Linked DNA regions of Mus musculus: region 2 is linked to region 1. The links are chromatin contacts, called in public promoter capture Hi-C maps. All regions are on one chromosome and are shown on one strand. The core of a region is the stretch at or near the end of the contact, and the rest is flanking DNA. Distances in the headings are between cores, read along the strand shown. Region 1 holds the start of Adgre5 (adhesion G protein-coupled receptor E5). Region 2 holds the start of Farsa (phenylalanyl-tRNA synthetase, alpha subunit).

Region 1 (6,756 bases), core at 1,339-3,838:
ATCTGTAATGAGATCTGACTCCCTCTTCTGGTGTGTCTGAAGACAGCTACAGTGTACTTACATATAATAAATAAATAAATCTTAAAAAAAAAAAAAAGAAAATGGGAAGAAATGGTTTAGTGTAAGGCCAGGAAGGGAGATACACCAGGATGCAATTGTCAATATTTTTTAACCCTTCTAAATAGAGAAAGAAAGATACATACATGTGACAGTCAATGAATTGAATTATAATACCATTATAATTAACACGGTAAAAATAAAGATTTAAAGTTATTTAAAATTTAAAAGCTATGTAAGAAACTGACTTTTTTCCAAATAAAATATTTATTTTATTTTTACAAAATGTTTCTTCTTAGTAGGGCAGTGGTGGTGCACGTCTTTAATCCCAGCACTTGGGAGGCAGAGACAGGCGGATTTCTGAGTTCGAAGCCAGCCTGGTCTACAGAGTGAGTTCCAGGACAGCCAGGGCTACACAGAGAAACCCTGTCTCGGAAAAAAAAAAAAAAAGTTGTTTTTTCTATGTGTTCATTTGACAGGAATACTGTGTCTTTATTTTTGTTATTAATTTTCAGTTTGTCCTTTATCAGTTTTGCCTGCTTGTTTTATCTGTGTACCAAGTGTATGCGGTGCCTGGGGAGACCAGAAGATAGCATCGGCTCCCCTGGGACTGGAGTTACAGAATTCTGGGAATCTAACCCTGTTTCCGAAGAGCAGCCAGTGTTCTCATCTACCAGTGATCCATCTCTCCAGCCCCAGTAGCACACATGGTCTGCAACTTCCTTTTATCTTTTCTCTCACACTGTGGATCAGGAGAGCCACAGACTCCCAGCAACCCTCTTGCCTCAACCTCGTGAGCTCTGCCATTACAGGTTGTGCGCCATCATAGTTCGCTACAGTCATCTCTCAGAACTTGGAGTTTATTTTTATTTTTATTCTTTGTTGTTTTGTTTTTGAGACAGAGTTTCTCAGTGTAACAGCCCTGGCTGCCCTGATTCACTCTGTAGACCAGGCTAGCCTCCAAATCACAGAGATCCACCTGCCTCTGCCTCTCAAGTGCTGGGACGAAAGGTGTGCGCCACCATGGCCCAACTTGAACCCAGAATTTACTAAGGTAAAAGGAAGGCCTGACACCCCTGGTAGTTTATGCCTGTGATCCCAGCAGGCTTAGGCTTTGGAGACAGGAAGTCAGGAGTTCAGTGCCATCCTAGGCTACATAGAGTTGAAAGACAGCCTGGGCTGTTTGAGACCAGACCGTGTTTCAGAGAAAAAAAGAAAAAGAAAATCAATATTTTGAAAAATCACTAGATGTGTCTGAGAATGTAGTTCCCTTGGTAGAGTGCTTGTCCAGCATACACAAAGCCTTGGGTTTGGCATTCTTCCCGCCCCCAACACACACACATGAAAAGAAACCATAGTTACACAAGTAACTCAAACAGGAAGCCAGTGTACATCACATGACTCTCTATAGACTGTGGCAAGGTCAGTGCGTGTAACCAAAAAGCCCTGCCGTGGTAAGCCATGTCCCGTGGTCAAAGCTCTCTCTTCCTCTATTTTAAGTCCTTATTACGTTTTTTGTTTGTTTATTTGTTTTGGCTTTTTGAGACAGGGTTTCTCTGTGCAGTCCTGGCTGTCCTGGAACTCACTCTCTAGACCAGGCTGGCCTCGAACTCAGTAATCCGCCTGCCTCTGCCTCTCAAGTGCTGGGATTACAGGCATGCGCCACCACTGCCCGGCCCCTTATTACGTTTTATTTATTGACTTGTTTATTTAGTGTTTGGGTTTGTGTGTGGCACCGTGTGCCCGTGAAGGTCAGAGGACAACTTCCAGGAGTTGGCTCTCTCCTTCCATCATGGAGGTCCTGGGTATCAGAAATCAGGTCGTTAGGTTTTGGGGCAAGTGCCTTTACCCGCTGAACCATCTTGGTAGCACTTCCCTCCCCCACTTTATTATTTTTTATTTTTGCGATAGACTCATGCTTCGTAGGCCTGGCTGGCCTGCAACTCTTAAGTGGCCAAAAACGGCCTCCGGTTTAGCCTCTGCTTTCCAGAGAACGGTATTAGTATAGGCCAACGCAGCCATGCCATGACCCCTTGTCTTTTTGGGCAAGGTCTTTTGTAGCGCGGGCAGGCTTCAAAAGCGACAAAACGGAGGATGAGTTGAACTCCTGATTAGTGCTGGGATTACAGGCTAGCGGTCCTCTGCCGGCTTATGTGGCTTTGAGGCTAGACAGGGCCTCGGGCAGGTTAAGCAAGCACTGCGCACACTGAGCCGCATCTCCAAACCTTGATGTCTCTCGTTCCTGGACAGTCAGCCCGGCAGGACCCTCAGTCCTCTTCTGGTTCTTATTTGGCCCCTGGCTTCTCTGAACTTCAGTTTCTCTCTTGGAAAAGAAGCCGACAAGTCCTGCTGATGGGAAAGGCGAGGGTCGCCCAGGACATCGTTCGGGTGGGAGCTCCACCCAGCTCTGTCCGATGTGCCTGGTCCCCGTCCCAGGACGCCTGAACCACACCACCCAGCTCCCCGCGGGGGCGGGTGTCGGAGCCGCGCGCGGGGGGGGGGGGGGAGGAATGTTGCGTTTGTTCCAGACGCGGGCGCGCGGCGCGCCCTGGGTCTGTTTCCCCGGCACTTTCCTGTTACTTTCCAGCGGGGAGGACAGTTCCGGGGAGGGCCCTGCTCACGCCCGCTGCATAAAAGCCCAGCCCAGCCGGCCGCCACAGCCCTCTATCAACCCCAGACGCTGTCCGTTCCGTGCCGCGCCACCATGAGGGGCGTCAGATGCCCCGGCCTGCTTGGTGAGACCTCGGGGTTGCGCGGAGCCGGGAGGGAACTCGCGGGACGTGGCCAGGAGGGGCAGGGACAGTCGAAGCCGGCGCACCTGTGCGCCCCAGAGGGCTCTCCAGGGGGTGTCAGATCCTAATGGGCTTGAGTGTTGCCAGTTTGGAGACTAAGAGGGAGAAACTGAGGCACGGGGGCAGTTAAAGAGGGTAACAAAGCAGGCATGGTGTCACAGGGCATTAGGGAGGCTGAGGCAGCAGGGTCACCAATTTCAGGTCAGCTTGTGCTACACAGCAAGACCCTGTCTCAAAAGAACAAAAGAAAAAGAAATGCAGGCTAGAGGCTGGGGTGGTGCCGAGGTCAAGAGCATTAAGAGAGGACCTGGCTGGGTCCCAGCACCTATATGGTGGCTCACAAGTGTCTGTAACTCCAGTTCCTGGGGATTCACACTGTCTTCTGCATCCACGGGCAACAGACATGCAGTGCACAGACATACATGCAGTGTACAATAATACATGCAGTGCACAAACATACATGCAGGCAAAACACATACAGTTTAAAAAAAAAAAAAGCTAAAAAGAACTGTAGGTTAAAGTACACTTTGCAAACTGTTGCCCAAACAGACGCTCTCAATGTGAAGAGAAACCCACGTGAGGGTGCCCATTTCTTCGAGGGTGGGAACTCCCCCTGCCCCAGTCTGTCCCCTGCTGTCTCCGTGCCAGGAACAGGCAGAGAATCTCCTTGGGACTTGTCTGGGACGGAGCTGCTGGCTGAAAGGAACTTACCAGGCTGTGGTTTGAACTTGGCTTTCATCATGACTTTCCCGCCCCACCCTGGGTGCCTCAACCGTTGTTTGATGGCTAAGTCACCTAAGTAACTTGACAACAAACAGTGAAAAAATGGAACGGGGCACCAGCTGGAGTTACCCCAAGATATGGAACTTGGGGCACAAACTGGGGTCACCCTAACCACAATGACTGGCCTGAGTGCTAGTGACAGGTGGCAGGCAGCTCAGTAGCCATGGACCTAGAACCAGGAAATAGAGTCCCAGGGTGTCACAGTTGGTGGCAAACAGCTGCAGGGGCCTGCCTGGCTGTCACTAAGCTGGGTCACAGTGACTTTGGGCTGCACTTTCCTCCTCTGTAAAATGGAACAAGACCAGCTGTATTTTACCATATTGTTTCAAGGGCCAAGAGTTTGTGTACAAACTTTCTGGTTTACAGTTTGAATTAACTGAACATGTGGGTGTGGTGTCTGTGTCTGCTATCAGAGTACCTAGCGAGTAGAGGCAGGAGGGTCAAAAGTTCAAGGTCATTCTCTGCTGTATACTGAGTTTGAGACCACATGATACCTTGTCTTCAAAACCAACCAAGCAGCCTCGCTAGTTGGATTCTCAGGTTTTGAATCCCAGTATTAGAGAGGCGGAGGCAGGAGGCTTCCATGATCCTGGGAGTTGGAGGCCAACCTGGTCTACATAGTAAGTTCCAGGCCAGCCGGAACTACACAATGAAATACTGCAGGAAGCACAAAGGCTGCCCTACCCCCACTTCTGGATTCTCTAAGCAGGAGTCCCTTGGCTCCAGTCTGAGCTTGGGAAGTTGAACCAGATGTGTCTGGGAGCAGAAGGGAACGGCTCTGCTCCCGTTTGATTAATTTCCAAGTCTCCAGATGTAGGCGGTCTGGCTGATGCCTTTAGCATGGTGGGGTAGAGCCCAGCCCAGCCCAGGGGACAAGGAACCCCCCTGACTTGGGTAACTATTACTTGAGTCTACTGTCCTTTCTCTGGCCTGGTTTGATCACTCATCTTTTTTCCAAGCTCCAAGCCCTAGCTTCTCTTTGTGTAGATTGGACATAGCCCCGCCCCTACCTCCTGATCTTCCTGATGGCTGATGTTACTCTGAGTCTGTTTGTTTGGTTTTTTGTTTTTTGCTTTGTTTTTGTAAACAAGCTTTCAAAGTGGCTAAAATGACCTTAAACTTCTGGTCCTCCTGCCTCTACCTCTGAGTGCTGAGATTACAGATTTGCGCAAAAGGGTCTGGCTTCATTTTGAGTCTGCTTTGGTTTTAGTTTTGAGACAGGCTTTGGCGCTCGCTGTAGCAGCTCTGTAGCCGTAACTGGTTTTGAATGTGTACTAATCCCCCTACTTCTGTCTTGTTAAAATAGGGTCTTCCTACATAGCCTTGGCTCCCTAGGTAGACCAGGCTGGCTTCCAGCGGAGTTCTCCCACAGTGCTTTACCAGTGCTGGCTCTGAAAGTGTGCATCAACATGCACGGCTGTGGTTCCAAGTCTTAAAGAAATTACCTAAGGGGCTGGAGAGATGGCTCAGTGGTTAAGAGCACTTGCTGTTCTTTCAGAGGACAGAAATCGATTCTCAGGAACCACACAGTGGCTCACAACCATCTGTGACTCCAGTTCCAGGACATTCAGTGTCCTCTTCTTACCTATCTATGCCCCGGGCAATATGCATGCAGGCAGAACATCCATACACCTAAAAATAAATCAATATTATTTTTTCAAAAGTGACTTGAGGGCTGGAGGGAGGCCTCTGTCGGTTAATGATTTGTGTGAAGGAAGCTGGATGCGGTGACACACACTTGCGATCATAGTGTCTGTCCCTGGGGCTTGCTGGCTAGCTAGCCAAGCCTGCTTGATGAGCCGAGGTTCAAGGTAGAAGGCACCTCTGCTGTTCACATACAGACACACATACTGGTACTGGATGTTAGGAACTGTGCATTGCCCCAGGGCTCAGGGTGAAGGGAAGGTCATTTTGTGGTCTGTCCCACAAAGAGGAACTGAGTTCTGATGGGTGTGGGAGAATTCCAGCTCAGTGGCCCAAGAGGAGGAAGAAAGAATTCTGACTTGAGGGGACAACTGCCTGGCTGGGGTGCCCCACCTCAGAACACTCCAGTGTTGAGGGAGTGTTTCATCCAAAGCCTCTCCATTGGCTTGAGGGAAATCCAGTCAGACAAAGGTTGAGCTTTCAGGGGACCCTCTGAGCCCACTGTCCCTGCCCCAGCAACCCTGCTCACTGTGGCTGATCCCAGGAGTCCCCTGGGAACCTGGCATGCAGCCAGCCCAGAGATGGCTGAATCATTAAGGAAGTGACTCACCCACCCCCCACCAGCCCTTCTCCTGAGGGCTCCCTCTGGGATTCCTTTCTTGGGATTAGTTTCTTGCTGCTGTAGTCCCCATATTGGGATCAGCTAACCACTCCCCAGGCCTCCTGCTCCTGGGACAACCCCCACACACACCCACACACTCCGCCAAAACACACACACTCTTTTCTTCTGTACCGAGAGGGAAAACAGGGATTCACAGCTGCCAGGCCAGCACCTTCACACATACAACACACCAGTTTTTTTCTTGGTTTTTATTCTGAGACAAGCATCTATGCTCTGTAGCCCAGGTTGGGAACTTCCAGTGTCCTCCTGTGTTAGCACCCCAAGTAGTTGGCATTGCATGGCAGCCCCACTGCCTGGTTTTCTGTTCTCTCTCCCTCTCCCCCAGCCTCTTTTTAGATATATTTAGTTTGTGTTTATGAGTGCTTTGATTGCATGTATGTATATGCACCACATGCATGCCTGTGCCCTCAGTGACCAGAAGAGGGCGCCTAAGTCCCTGGAACTGGAGTTACAGGCTGTTATGAACTACTGTGTAGGTGCTGGGAATCAAACCCTGGGTCTACCGGAAGAGCAGCGAGGGGCTCTTAACTGCCGAGCCACCTATCTCTCCAGCTGCCAGTTTGGTTTTGGTTTTGTTTGTTTGTTGTTTTAGTCTGTGTATATGCGAGTGGTGTGTGTATGTGTGTGTGTGTGTGTGTGTGTGTGCACATGCCGTGCTCACATGCCGTGACACTGATGTAGACACTGGTGCTCTTCTTCCATCTTGTGGGCTCCCTTTGCCCCCTTTCATGTTTAGGTCCTAGGGATGGAACCCAGGGCCTTGTTTCAGTCAGGTTCCCGCTAAGCTACCAAGGTGGC
Region 2 (6,619 bases), core at 1,095-3,594, 1.1 Mb before region 1:
CTTGTTTACAATGTAAAGGCTTGGGCTGGAGAGATGGCTCAGCGGTTGAGAGCACTGACTGCTCTTCCCGAGGTCCTGAGTTCAAGTCCCAGCAACCATATGGTCACTCACAGCCATCTGTAATGGGATCCAATGCCCTCTTCTGGAGTGTCTGAAGACAGCTACAGTGTACTCATATAAATAAAATAAATAAATCTTTAGTCGGGTGGTGGTGGCACACGCCTTTAATCCCAGCACTCGGGAGGCAGAGGTAGGTGAATTTCTGAGTTCGAGGCCAGCCTGGTCTACAAAGTGAGTTCCAGGACAGTCAGGGCTACACAGAGAAACCCTGTCTCGAAAAACCAAAAAAATAAAAATAAAAAAATAAAAAATAAATTTAAAAAAATAATAAATCTTTAAAAGAAAAAAAAGAATTTAACGGTTTAATGGCAAAGATCAGGGGAGAAAAGAATATCGAAGTTTATTTTAAATAATTGGCTGAAAAATAAAATCAAGAAAGCCATGAGCCGTATCCCTGGCACCTATATCATATTCCCCATCTATCCACAACACTGAGGACTGCAGTGTGTACAACTAGTGACGTTTGCTGGGTCACTACACTAAGCACCAGCTGTCTTATGTGCAAGACCCAAAAACAATGTCAGCATCCTAAGATTATGGCAAGGACTACAGAACAGAGCTGAACTTGAGTACAGAACTTGTGCTCAAGAAATAAACAACCGAGAGCCTGGCCTCATGGATCTTGCTTCCTGAGTGGTCCACAAATCCCTCGTCATTCATTTCTTCCTAGTATGTTTGCCAATGCTGGAAGGATGGGTTTCCTCTCTGCCCCTCTTCCTTACCCTGAATCTTGGGTCACCTGCCTCCCCATATCGGACACTATGCCCTCCAGTTTAGGGATGTTCCAGCCTCAGCTCTCAGCTCCCCACCCCAGCTCTCAGTTTAGCCTGGTATTCCTTCTGAAAACTAATACAGAGAATACAATCTGGCTGGCTACAACTCCTAGTATAGTTCTCCATTCTTCTCCTGAGATAAAGACACACAAAGCAGGCTGTGCATGGTGGTAAAATCGTGTAATCTTAGCTGTTGGGAACCTGAGGTAAGGAAAGCTCGTGAACTCATACACAGTGAGTTCAAGGCCAGACTGGACAGTGAGGGCCTGTTTCAAGGTTAAAAAGTATCCCAGCATTCGAGAGGCGGAGGCAGGTGGATCTCTGTGAATCTGAGGCTGGACTGGCCTACATAGTGGCTTACAGCATATCCAGGGCTATGTAAGGAGACCCAGCCTGAAAAACTGAACAAAGACAGTAAAAACCTACAAAAAATTTTTAAAAAGAAAAAAGTACAAAGTGTGGTGGAGAGGTGCTTCAGTGGTTTAAGAGCAATAGCTCCTGCAGAGGAACCAGGTTCAAGTCCCAGCACCTACATGGAAGCTCACAGCCATCTATGACTTAAGTTCCCACCCTCTTCTGGTTTCCTCCAGCTTGTGGTGCACATAACTTAGGCAGGCACACATATATACATAAAAAACAATAACTCTAAGAGGGTGAGTATTGGTGGCATAAGCCTTTTATCCCAGCTCTCTGAAGACACATGGATCTTGGTAAATTGGAGGCCAGCCTGGTCCAGATAGCAACCATATTTTTAGGGTGTAGCTTTTGACTAGCAGCAGAAGGCCCTAACATGGAGATAAAAGGGGAAAACAGGAACCTTACAGAACCATTTAATTCTGCCCTGATGGTCTCTGCGGCCTATAATCCCACACCAATGCCCTGCCACTGATGTCTTGGATGCCATCGTTTTCCTCCATTGGCCTCGAGTCAGTTTCCATCTGTACCTGATCCCGGCTCTCTGTCCCGCAACGCTAAGTCAACTGTCACAGCTAGTTCTCTGAGCCTTCATATCACTCTGGTCATTTGTGTTTCCCCATTAGATTGCAACCCCTTTCCGGGAAGCGACTCGTCTTGTCACACCCCTACATGTGCCATGTTTTCGCCTTAACAGACATTAGTCACTTGAGAAACGAAAACTGTTCCAGACTTCCCACCAGCGCACCCCACGGTGCACCAGCACGTAATGTCCCTTCACCAGAAATAATGGGGCTGCCGGTATGAAAGCGAGGCCGAGCCGCGGCACGCCTGGACTCACCTCACCCAGAGCTTGAAGGCTCTTCACTGCGCCCACCACCGCCTGGTGCTCCACACCCAGCTGCGTAGCCAACTCCGCGCTGTCCAGACCGCCATCAGCTACCTCCAGCCGCCGCAGCAACAGCTCCAAAACGGGATTATCCGCCATGGCTACTCCCAGCGTGCTTGGCGTGTGCAGGCCGCCGGACCTGACTAGGGGACCGGAACTGGAACCGGAAGTCGCGATAGCGCGTGCGTTGCCATTTTTAGTGTGGCGCAAAGGGCGACTTGGAAGCTGGTCGTCGCCATCTTAAGTGTGGCAAATGAGCCTCAAATGTACTTAAGGGATTCAGGATGCTGCATGTAGTTTGACCCCAGTGGCTTTTAGTTAACTAGTGAAGTCAATTTGATGACTTGAAGGGCAAAAGTAGTTTTCTTTTGGGATTTTTGTTTTATATCTTGAAACAGGTCTTCTTTAGCAGAGGCTAGACTTGACCTCCTCATCTCCTGCCTACTTCTCCCAAGTGCTAGGATTACAGACAATCACTCTAAGGCTTGACTGAAATTCTATTGGTTTCCCCCAATAATTTTCATCCAGCCACCACTAGCAGGCTCAGATCACTGCCATCCTTCAAGAATTCTCAGCCGGGCAGTGGTGGTGCGTGCCTTTGATCCCAGCACTTGGGAGGCAGAGGCAGGCAGATTTCTGAGTTCGAGGCCAGCCTGGTCTACAGAGTGAGTTCCAGGACAGCCAGGGTTACACAGAGAAACCCTATCTCGAAAAACCAAAAAAAAAATTTTTTTAAAAATCTCTCTTACCTAGAGAGAAGGTGGCACTGAGTGGTGGGCTTCAGGCATGACCATTCTATTGATGTTTTTGTTGTTTTAGATTTATTCACTTTATTTTTATGTGTGAGGTTTTTGTCTGTATATATGTCTATGCACCATATGTGTGCATGGTGGCCTCAGAGGTCAGAAGATGGCCATCAGATCACATGGAACTGAAGCTTTGGAAGTTTGTGAACCATCAAGTGGATTCTGGGAATTGAACTATGGTCCTATGCAAGAGAACTTAACAGCTTAATACTTAATATTTAACAAGCGCTCTTAAGAGCTGAGCCATCTTTCCAGGGCCCCACTCTACAGATGTTAACTTTTTTTACATTTTCAAAAGGAATCTGGGTAGGGAACCATATATGTTTAGGGAGGAGGGATTCACTTAAGACAGTCACAAAGCCTGCTGACCTGCATGGAGTACTTCAGGGATTTTAAGTTCTCCCTAAAATTCATAATGTAGATACTATATAAATCTCTTCTACTTTACAAGAGAAAAAATGAGGCTTGGAGTTAGAGAGATGGCTCAGTACTTAAGAGCATTGACTATTCCTCCACAAGTCCTGAGTTCAAATCCCAGCAACCATGTGGTGGCTCACAACCATCTGTAATGAGATCGGATGCCCTCTTCTGGTGTGTCTGAAAACAGCTACAGTGTATATATATTAAATAAATCATTAAAAAATGAGGCTCAACTCTCTTTGCCCCATCTACTGCGAGAATGAAGACCATTCTCAGCAATCAGACTGTCGACATTCCAGAAAATGTCGACATCACTCTGAAGGGGTGCACAGTCATTGTGAAGTGGCCCCAGGGGGACTCTGTGGAGGGACTTCAATCACATCAATGTGGAGCTGAGTCTTCTTGGAAAGACAAAGAAAAGGCTCCGGGTTGACAAATGGTGGGGTAACAGAAAGGACCTGGCCACTATCAGAACCATCTGCAGTCATGTTCAGAACACTATCAAGGGTGTGTTACACTGGGCTTCTGTTAGAAGATGAGGTCTGTATATGTTCATTTCCCTATGAACATCATTGGTTGAAATCCGAAATTTCTTGGGTGAAAAACCCATCTGCAGGGTTTGGATGAGGCCAGGTGTTGCTTGTTCTCTCTCTCAAGCCCAGAAGGATGAGTTAATCCTTGAAGGAAATGACATTGAACATGTTTCTGATTCAGCCACTCTGATTCAGCAAGCCACAACAGTTTTAGGATGGCATCTCTGTGTCTGAGAAGGGGTGAGGAGCTCTCAGTTTCCTGACTCCAGAAACAAGATCCTGATCACAAGTACAATTTGGGCTCTTTTAGGAGAATAAAAGACTTATATATTGAAAAAAAATGAGGCTCAGAGGCAAGAATGTCAGCCTACAGGGAGTGATTGATACAACCAGAAAAATCATAAACCCTCCGGCTTCTCTGTGCTCTCAGGAGATCAATGTAATAATATCACATTGACACTTTTTACAAACTGTCATAGCTGGGGGGCTGGGAGGGAGGAAGGTGGATTAGGTAGTGTGGGGCATACACTTTTAATCCCAGCACTCACAAGACAGAGACAGACAGATCTCCAAGTTCAAGTCCAGCCTGGTCTACAGAGCAAGTTCCAGGATACCCAGGGCTACACAGAGAAACCCTGTCTCAAGAAACCAAAAACCAACCAACCAACCAACCAACAAAACTTCCAAACAAAAAACCAAAACAAACCTTGGATCTCATCCATATGTGATCCTGTGACTCAATGTGGGGGTTAAAAAACAACTGGCAGGTCTCTGTCTTCTCTGCCCTGGGAGCAGCCCTCCTGCCTTGGCCCCTCACCCCTGAAAATGTACGCCTGCTCCAAGTTCGTCTCTACCCACTCCCTGATCAGGAGCACCTCTCTCTCAGCTGCTGAGTCGTCTGCTGTCAGCAGTGGAGTTGAAGCGACCACAGATGCCTACAGATGAGAACCTTAGCAGCTTGGCGGTCCGGCGGCCTCTGACTTCACTTATCCCTAGCTGCAGTTTCCAAGTCAGCACCATTTCAAGGGACATCGACACAGCTGCCAAGTTCATTGGAGCTGGGGCTGCGATAGTTGGGGTGGCTGGCTCTGGGGCAGGGATTGGGACTGTTCTGGGGAGTCTCATCATTGGCTATGCCAGGAACCCTTCTCTGAAGCAACAACTCTTCTCCTATGCGATTCTGGGCTTTGCCCTCTCAGAGGCCATGGGGCTCTTTTGCCTAATGGTGGCCTTTCTCATCCTCTCTGCTATGTGAAACAGCTGTCTCCACTTCTACCTGCCATGGTTCTTTCCTGTCGTCTGCCCTGTATGTTCCTTTTCCTGTACCTCCTTAAGAAGTCTGGGGAAAAGCCGGGCGTGGTGGCGCACGCCTTTAATCCCAGCACTCGGGGAGGCAGAGGCAGGCGGATTTCTGAGTTCGAGGCCAGCCTGGTCTACAGAGTGAGTTCCAGGAAAAAAAAAAAAAAAGAAGTCTGGGGAAGGGCTAGAGAGATAGCTCAGCGGTTAAGAGCACTGACTGGTCTTCTGAAGGTCCTGAGTTCAAATCCCAGCAACCACGTGGTGGCTCACAACCACCTGTAATGAGATCTGGTGCCCTCTTCTGGTGTGTTCGAAGACAGCTACAGTGTACTTGTGTGATATTAAATAAATCTTAAAAAAAAAAAAAAAGAAGTCTGGGGAAAGTGCTTGGCTCAGGGTTTGACAGAGAGAAGACAAATAAATACTGTATTAATAATTAAAAAAAAAAAACAACTGGCAGGGGCTGAAGAGATGGCTCAGCGGTTAAGAGCACTGACTGCTCTTCCGAAGGTCCTGAGTTCAAATCCCAGCAACCACATGGTGGCTCACAACCATCCATATTGAGATCTGTGATGCCCTCTTCTAGTGTGTCTGAAAACAGCTATAGTGTATTTACATATAATAAATAAATCTTTTAAAAAATGGCAATAGTAAAAGTTTTCTGAATATTCAGTGACCAAATTAATTCAAAACCAAATTGCAGCGAGTTCCAGCAGCTCTTGGCCATGTCAGGCTATGCAACCATGGCAGCTTCTGTGTTGGTTGGGTTTGCTTTTGTATTTTGGCACAGTCTCTCAATATGCATGTGTGCATGTGTTAATGTAGACACTTGCATACCATAGCACACGTGTGGAGGTCAGAGGAAAACTTTTGGGCCTCATTTATCTCTTCCCTGGCTAACGAGTTGGCTCAGTGATTAGGAGCACAATGACTGCTTTCCCAAAGGTCCTGAGTTCAAATCCCAACATATATGACACCCTCTTCTGGCACATCTGAAGACAGCTACAGTGTACTTATATATAAGAATAAATGAATCTTTGGGCCTGAGTGAGCAGAGTTGACCAGAGCGAGCAGAGGTCCTAAAATTTCAATTCCCAAAAACCACATGAAGACTCACAACTATCTGTTCAGCTACAGTGTACCCATATACATAAAATAAATAATTAAATCTTTTTTAAAAGTTATCTCCTTCCACCTTAAGGTATAATTTAGTTCCTCAGGCTTTAGTCAAGAACACATGTACCCACCCTGCCATCTTACCAGCCTTGTCCTTAGTTCTGAACACAAAGCATGCCGCTGTGATGTCACTCCACACAATGCTCAGTAAATACTGCTTCATTTACCAAAACTTTCGTAAGATTGAGA

The links. Promoter capture Hi-C pulls out the DNA fragments that hold promoters and counts their contacts.
Region 2: a promoter capture Hi-C map of maxillary cranial neural crest shows a contact between it and region 1. The contact joins the promoter of Farsa here to the promoter of Adgre5 in region 1. A contact is called at or near these places in 4 of 39 promoter capture datasets (cranial neural crest, liver, maxillary cranial neural crest and 1 more), 1 of 484 Hi-C or Micro-C datasets (B cells), 2 of 115 datasets of contacts at active chromatin or transcription factors (embryonic forebrain and thymic regulatory T cells) and 1 of 9 other capture datasets (liver).

What each region holds. Positions count from the first base shown.
Region 1 is chr8:83,737,143-83,743,898 of GRCm38.p6, reverse strand. Adgre5 (adhesion G protein-coupled receptor E5) reads left to right here and starts at 2,588. Exons shown (of 20, transcript NM_011925.2): 1 at 2,588-2,792. The coding sequence starts at 2,762. It overlaps Gm46046 (predicted gene, 46046), which reads right to left and starts at 2,613. Exons shown (of 2, transcript NR_168527.1): 1 at 2,283-2,613.
Region 2 is chr8:84,852,711-84,859,329 of GRCm38.p6, reverse strand. It overlaps Farsa (phenylalanyl-tRNA synthetase, alpha subunit), which reads right to left and starts at 2,344. Exons shown (of 13, transcript NM_025648.3): 1 at 2,149-2,344. The coding sequence starts at 2,295. 1700122E12Rik (a long non-coding RNA gene) reads right to left here. Exons shown (of 3, transcript XR_106144.5): 3 at 2,665-4,099. It also overlaps the pseudogene Gm5911.